Regions from separate parts of the Rattus norvegicus genome. Here region 1 is linked to region 2. A link is a contact called in public Hi-C data. All regions are on one chromosome and are shown on one strand. Each heading gives the region's core, a stretch centred on a gene start, on an enhancer-like site or on the middle of the called end of the contact. The rest is flanking DNA. Distances are from core to core; before and after follow the strand shown. Region 1 holds the start of Thy1 (Thy-1 cell surface antigen). Region 2 has its middle 50 kb from the start of Thy1.

The links. A called contact is a pair of places that touch in the nucleus more often than the background predicts.
Region 1: a contact with region 2 is called in a Hi-C map of the A7r5 cell line, with 3 times the contacts expected there. The contact joins the promoter of Thy1 here to the enhancer-like site in region 2. A contact is called at or near these places in 5 of 12 Hi-C or Micro-C datasets (the A7r5 cell line, the Rat2 cell line, Schwann cells and 2 more).

Annotation. Positions count from the first base shown.
Region 1 is chr8:53,284,387-53,287,982 of GRCr8, reverse strand. It overlaps Thy1 (Thy-1 cell surface antigen), which reads right to left and starts at 1,587. Exons shown (of 4, transcript NM_012673.2): 1 at 1,518-1,587.
Region 2 is chr8:53,234,223-53,238,126 of GRCr8, reverse strand. No RefSeq gene overlaps it. Among named protein-coding and RNA genes, the nearest start is that of Thy1, 50 kb to the left of the region's middle. Within about 2 kb of position 1,801, at least 8 of the 93 cell types and tissues checked have an H3K27ac peak or open chromatin away from gene starts, as enhancers often do. A contact at or near this core is called in the A7r5 cell line, where this site is marked.

The DNA of each region.
Region 1 (3,596 bases), core at 338-2,837, 50 kb before region 2:
AGCACAGGATGAAAGATATTTACTGAATAAATATTTACACTCAAATAGGATTGCGACTGGAGTCTAAGAAAATGATAAATACCCAGTAACTATGCGCCAAGTGATAAGTGATCCAGAAAGCTTAATGGTTAGGGATGGGATCAGGCAAGTGCCACAGAGGCCTGTACAGGACACAGGACACGAGTGAGAAGCCACAGCCCTCTGACTGCACATAAGCCAGAGATGCTTGCATATGGCCAGCTCTGAAGTGTTCCTAGGGCTGCAGTTTTCCGGTCTAGTGTTCATAGCTGCCCTGCACAGGTTTTCTGCCTTCCCTGCAGTGCCCCAGCTCAACACATTGGCAGGTAGTCTAGCCTGTCCTTGCCCAAGACAGGCACAGTCTGCTAGAGTTCTCGAGCTCCACCTAGGTTAGAAACAGCCATTGCGCAGGGTGGGCCATTCTGCTATTCTCGAAGTTCAAGGTCCATGGGGAAAGAGACTAGGGTCCCCAGGATGGGTTATGACAGCGAATGTCATTTCAGCCAGGGGAGGAGCTGCGGCCAGGAGCCGGATCCCAAGGCACTAGGGCAGAGAAAAGGGACTATTTATTTATTTATTTATTTATTTATTTATTTATTTATTTATTTTAGAGACAAGGTCTCCTTAAGAAGCCCTGGTGAGCTTGGAACTCGTGAGGTAGCCCAAGTTGATCCGTCTGCTTCCACCTCCTGAGGGTTGCCGGGCAGCTTAGGGCTTGGATCTGATAACACTGGGTTATGGAGGAGGGAGTGCGGATTTGGGATTCAGGGGAGGGAAGAGGGAACACTAGAGGAGAGATATGGGGCTGGGGCTGCAAAAGCCTGGCAGAACTAGATGGAGGGGTCGACGTCTGGCAGAGGCTCAGTTTGTTTCTGGCGCTCCTATCTTATACCCAGCCCACCTAAGCCCACATCTAGCCAAACTTTGCGCCCCTTTTCTGAGGGCCGCCTGGCTGACCCCACCCTGATGCTATTTCCGCATTTTAATTTTCCCTACCAGTTGAGGTTCTCCTCCCCCACCCCCGCTCGCTCGCATCCTTTCTAGCTTTCCCCTCCTCCGCGCCTGCCACCCAGTCCCCTCCCGCAACATTGCGGTTTCCTTACCTGCGGTGCCCCGCACCCAGCCAGCCACGAGGTCACCCGGCGGAGACTCCCTCCAGCCTGCCACCCACCTCCTCCCTCTATTCTCACCACTAAGGCGATCTGAGCTTGGGGACCTCTGGGTGGAAAGCAGAACCAAAGGCTGTCCTCGATGTCCTTCATCACGGTTCTCCTCCAACACCCACTCTTAGAAAGCGCCCATCAGCAGGAAAAAGCCCGTGACCCTGCACAGCCTCCCACTCCAGCCCCAGCCTGGGAGCAGGTCTGTTCCCCAGTACCCGTGTCCCCATACAGGAGCGCCCTGGTATCCTTTCCCAAAGCTGTCGCTGGGGAAGGCTTGCATCCTCGCCTTGCGGCTGTCCCTGCTTGCGCGGGTCCCCCCCTGGCTCCAGCTCTCACCTGGGCTCCCCTAGCTTGCAGCCTCCTCTTGGTGCACCAACGCCTCTGGTTGCTGCACCCAGCGCGAAGCCCGCAGTTTTCACCAGGGGTGGGGAGAGAGGGGGGGAGCAGGGAGGGACTCTAGATTCAGCCAATCGGAGGCTAAGGAAAAAGATGGAGGGGGTGGGGTGGTCGGTGAGGGCTGACTGGAGGTGTTCCATTGGAGAGTCCGAAGTGACTTGCTGCTACCAAAGAGGCACTTCTGAGCCCTGTGGTTGGGCTGGCTTGCTCAGGGAAAAGACCGTTAGGGACTCTGGGGATTGGGGTGGGGCAGCCTCCTTCTCATACCCCGGGATGCTCTTCTTTTAAGGTTGTAACTCTCTCTTTGCTAGAACCTTTAGAAGCCTGGATAACCAACTGGAGGGTAAAGAATGCTGTGGGGAGGCCGGCAAGCTTCCCCCTCCCTTTGCTTCTAGGCTGGAGACCTGCTCTTGAGCCTCCAGTGACAAGTTTTGGCTTTGGAGCCTGGTTTTTGAGCAAAGGAAATGGACTGGTTGTTTTCTATACTAGAGCAGCCCTTCGGAGGCAAGGCAAGGGGTGCGCACCTTCCTGGTCTGTCTCTGCTTCCCGACATGCCCACCTCCAAGTCCTCAAAACACTTAGCTCTGCGGGGGAAACATTGCTTTTTCTGCTTATGACTGCAGATCTTGAAGTCCTTCCTTCCTTCCTTCCTTCCTTCCTTCCTTCCTTCCTTCCTTCCTTCCTTCCTTCCTTCCTTCCTTCCTTCGGATTTTCCAGACAGGGTTTTTCTGTGTAACCCTGGCTGTCCCAAAACTCTCTCCACAGAGCAGGCTGCCTTTGAACTCACAGAGATCCACCTGCCCCTGCCTCCGGAGTACTGGAGTTAAAAGTATGTACCACCCCTGCTAGCTGAACTTGCACTTTCTGGTCCAACCAGCTAGAATGCTCTCACTTCCGTGAGTACTCTCCCATTTGGTCTTTAGACAAGGAAAGGAGACATGCTTTCTATCCACCATTGCCGGGGTCATTGCATCCTTGGTCACTTACTAACCCCACTCTCATCCCAACAGACTCATCCGACCCACTTCTTGTTACTTCATGGCTGGCGAGTAGCCAGGCTGACCAATTGTAGGACTTTGGAACTCAAGTGTCCAGTGTTGAGCCACTCCGCCCCTCAGCTAGTGGAAGAGAAAAGAGACTCTCACAATGGGGTTATATGACTAACCAGAAAGACCGAGATCCAGTTTCTAGTCCTCAGGGACACCCCATCTATACCATCAACTTGGTGTCACCAAGAGGCTCTTTCTAAAACCTGTGGTAATGATTTGTTTACATATTATTTTTAAATGAAATCTAAAATTGTTTATAGTGTGTGTGTCTGTGTATGTGTCTGTGTGCGTACATGTTTGGAAGACAGAGGATAGATTTCCAGAGTCAAGTGGCTCCTTCCTTCTACCATGTAGTTTGTGGGGACTGAACCTTGGCCGTCAGGCTTGCTGGCAAGCACCTTTACCCACTGAACCTTCCTGCTGGTCCCTGTATTTATGGTTTCTAAAATTCTAAAAGGCTAGTTTGATTCCCGGGCTCTGAATTCTGGTTGGGGAGTCTTGTGGCCTGGCTCTGCCTCTCAGCCGTCTGCCTGCTTGTTCTCCTAGTTCTTCATAGACGTTGGCCCTGGCACAGTCACTGAAGCTTTCAATACAGTAATGGCACTGTTGAAGCCATCCCTGAGCCTGCAGATGCAATTTCAGTCCCCACCCTTGGGGAGCAAGGTGGTTCTTCAGTGTTGGAGATATTGGGGTATTCTAACAGGAGTCAGGGTTATTTTTTTCTGGTAAACCACTGAACTCCTGGGGTATATATGTAAAATTCCCCAGGGCTTGGGTGCTAAGGAACAGGGACCCTGAAAACCACCCCCTTCACCCAGCTTTCCTGGGTGGGCTCTTAAAAATTCATAGGGGGATTTCCGAGGATTCCCCGTGCCCTGGCCTCAGCCGCTCACCCACACTGTTCTTCCTCATTCACTCAGCCTCTTGTTTTTCTCACTCCACACATGCTGTATTCTCCTGTCCCTGAACT
Region 2 (3,904 bases), core at 552-3,051:
CCAAAGCTAAAAGGCCAAGAAATATCAAATGAAACAATGATGCACATCAAACCCTAGCATGTCCAGTGTTTCCTGGGAGCAGCACAGAGATTGGAGGTCTCTGAAGGGACGGACACTGTTGGTGGGTCTCAAGAGAGAGGAGGACAAAGCTATCCTAAGCCAAGGAGGTTGCTTGTGCTAAAAGGGTAGCAAAGGTCTCCACTGGTGAGGATGATCTGAGCCCTTCCTTAAGGCTAGGGAGGGAGCAGGAGCTGGGATAGCTTTGGACACACGTTAGGGGTCAGGTTGCCATGAGGGAATGTATTCGGTCAGGTCTGCACTCTTGGGGAACAGATAAGAGTTGAATCAGGCTGCGTCTGACCTGAGCTCCAAATGCACTGCCCTGCCCCTGGTGACCTTCAGACTGGAGCAGGTCACTTACCTTCTCTGATCCTTAACTGAGGCCCATAAGTAAGATGGCATACACCCAGAGCCAAAGCACTTAGGAGGCTGAGACAGGAGGATTGGGTGTTCAAAGTCAGCCTGGGCTACCTTAAGCAAAGAGTAAAATAGGTGAGCTGTGTATCTAGTACACAAGGTCATTGGAAACAAGAAGGCATACAAGCAAGCTGTTGGCCCCGTGCTGGGAGCCTAATGACTCAATAAAATAATGCCCTTTGTTCCTCTGGTTTGTGATTGGCAGCTGGTGGGTAATGCTGAGGGGCAAGGCTGTGGGCTGGAGCTGGTGTGTGGCAACTTTTCACATCTGGAGGATTGCAGGGGTGTGGGAAGAGGGTGTATGGACGATTGGAGTGCCTATGGGTAAGACTGGCACATCAGACAAATATCAGCAAATGAAAACCTGGACAGCCTCCCTCCTTACATGGGTGGCAGATTCCAGGCCGCCCCATGGAGATCGTAGTAATTTGGAATAAAGGGGGTTCCAGGTCAAACTCTGAAAAACATCGCATTGAGAGGCTGACCGGGGAGAGAATCTGGAGGGAAGTTAGGAAAGGGGTGTGGAGGAGTAGAAGAGCTCCAGCCACTTCAGGGATAGGCAGAGGGTATGGCCATGCTGCGGACGGTGAGACACCAGTGGGCTAGACTGCAGAAGGCCAAGGTGCCCTTCATACTGCAGTAGGGAACGGAAGGGTTTAGAGAGCACTGGGCAAGCCGTTGAGAGGACTCAAGGCCAAGGGAACGGTGGAAGGGAGCGAGCTCTGGCTTGAGAGAAACTTCCATGCCTGGAAGAAGGAGCAGGCAGGGGCCACAGGTTTCATGTGGTCCAGGGGTGCAAAGCGGGAAGCTGGAGGGTTCTGATGCTGAGTGAGGGAAACACACACGGAGGGGAGTGCTCTAGATTAGGACAAGGAGGGAAAAGGAGGGAAGGAGGCCGTGAGGAAGACCTTTGGTTAGAAGGAGAGGGGCTGCATTACAGAGAGGGCTGAGCAGTTGAGGACATGCTTGCATCGATGAAGGGGGACACGAAGGGGGTGGGGGCATATCCTGTCCCTCCCACAGGGCCTGCACTCTGGGGCAGTGTATGTGTGTGTCTTGAAGTGACGCTCATCAGACAGCCTTCCTTGAGCTCACAGGAGTGGGCCGTTTAACATGGGTGCTGACTCTGCTTTCTTCCCGGGTTTGTGGTCCATCTGCCTCTTCCCCCACCCCCAATCTCTGGAGCCTGAGTCCATCGTGCAATTACATCTTGTGTTTTTGATTTGGTTCCCTTAATAAATGGTGCAGAGGGAGTGGCTGGGAGAGGAGAATGGAATTCAAACCACATCCTGGAGCAGTGAACTCTCCAAGGGGCCCCTCTTCCTTTTTCCCACTGCTAGAGCCTGCTCTCATGCCCTCCTCCTTGGAGAGACACGCATCTCTGACTTCCTGATGGAATCCAGTTCCCTCGCCACATATAAGTCAGCTGGTACAATCCCAGCAGCACTGTGCAAGCTTTGAAGGAGGGGAAGAGAGTCTCTTGTGACGGAATGGCCGCAGGCTGTATCTTGGGGACAGTGTGGTCAGGCTGGAAAGAAAGAGGGAGGATTTTCCTGGAAAACCTGGTGGATTGGGATGCAGGCCTCTTGGTTTTCATCCTGGAGTGTGCAGAAGGCTCAGAGGCAATAGCCTTTGAGGGCTCCTGCTGGGTGGGGAAGGTCAGGGAGCAGGGACACCCTGTCTAGGAAGCAAGTCAGAGTCCTGCTCTGGGGGCAGGGGTGGAGAGTGGGGTGTACTGGTGGAGGGTGGGGTGGGGGGCAGTCTGAACTCCAGGTTACATTCTCCTTACATATGCTCACAGAAGTTCATACACACAGACAGACAGACAGACAGACAGACAGACAGACAGACACACACACACACACATACACAAAGAAAAACATTTTTGAGAACCTCTGTTAGGACAAGATCCCTATTCTTGTATCTTAGTGGAAATCTATCTGTCTATCTGTCTATCTCTCTCTCTCTCTCCACATATAGGCACACACAGAGTTTATTTTGTCAATTACATGTATGCTGTGTCTGTGTTAGAGTGTGTCCATGTGGAGCTGGTGTTACAGGCAGCTGTGAGCTGTCTGACACGAGTTCTGGGAACAGAATTCAAGTCTTTCGGAAGAGCAATACTTTCCCGTAACCACCGAGTCATGTCTCAGGCCCATTGTTTTATCTCATTCTTGTTTTATATTATTTTGTTTTTGGTTTTTGAGACAGAGTTTCTCTGTGTATCTTTGGCTGCCCACCCTGCCACTTTGAGGTATCCTCCCTGTCCCAGGACTGGGGTTGTGTTGAGTGAGAGCCTCAGTAAAGAATCTCTGAGGCCTTTAGGCCCATGGATCTCCTGCCTGCCTGACATGCCCCCAGGACAGCTCACAGGGCTCTGAACTCAGGTATCCAACCAAGGTTCCTGGTTTTTCTCCCTCCCTCTCCAAGGAATCACCCTGGGTATGTTGTTGGCCCACGGTTTCTGCTCTGCCACTGGTCACAGTCACTCGGGGAGGCAGAACTCAGGGAGTTCAACTGCACTTATTCCACACAGCCACTGGGGCGGGTGCTGGGCTGTAGGGAAGCACCAAGACACTGCTCCATGGGGGTGGGAAAACTTAGTCTGTGATGTGGGAAAGCAGGAGCCGCTCAGTCCCCAGGCCTGTGACAAGGCCGGGGCATGGGGCTCTCAGACTCTTGGACATTCAGGTGCTGCTAGGAGTCACCAAAGAGCTGAGAATGGAGTTGGGGCTGTGGAGTGGAGACAGCATCTAGCTAGATCTAGGGACGGGGGGTGGGGTGGGGTGGAGGTAGGAGTGGGAGATTTTCCTTGGCTTGGTGGCAGTGTGGCTGGGAGAGGGAGATTAGGCTGCAGCTCTGTAGGTGAAGGCCTTCTTCATGGCTTCCCCACAGAGGATCTTGATGAAAAGAGACAGTCCGTGGTTCCAAACAGTTTATTGTCACGGTGGAAAATGGATGTGTAAAACCGTACTCCACTTCTCAGGCTGGGGCCTTTTGCAGGGAGGGGTGTCTGGGAAGGAAAGCTTATTGGCTAAGTCTGCCAGGTCTCTAGGTACCTCATAAGCATGGAGTACTCTGTTTTGGAACTCCCTGACCACAGGACACATTTCTTTCATGTGAGGAGCATGGCACATGTTCCAGACCAGGAATCTGTCAGGGAGCTGGGAGTCACCGGCTCTCCACCTGCTCTGCCTCACCAAATTTCCCGGCACGGTTCTACACCCCAGTCTTCCTCCCTGTCTCATGCCTTCAGTCACCCTGTGCTGTGGATGTATTTCCCTCCTTGGGGCCTCACTGTCTCCCCCATTGTCCCTATCTTGTCTCACCCCCAACTCTTCACCTGGACACTTCCCCTGGTGCAGGCCCTCTGCCCTGTCCTTGGTGCTCCCCACCCTATCCTGACTCCACCGAGGAGCTTGTCTGA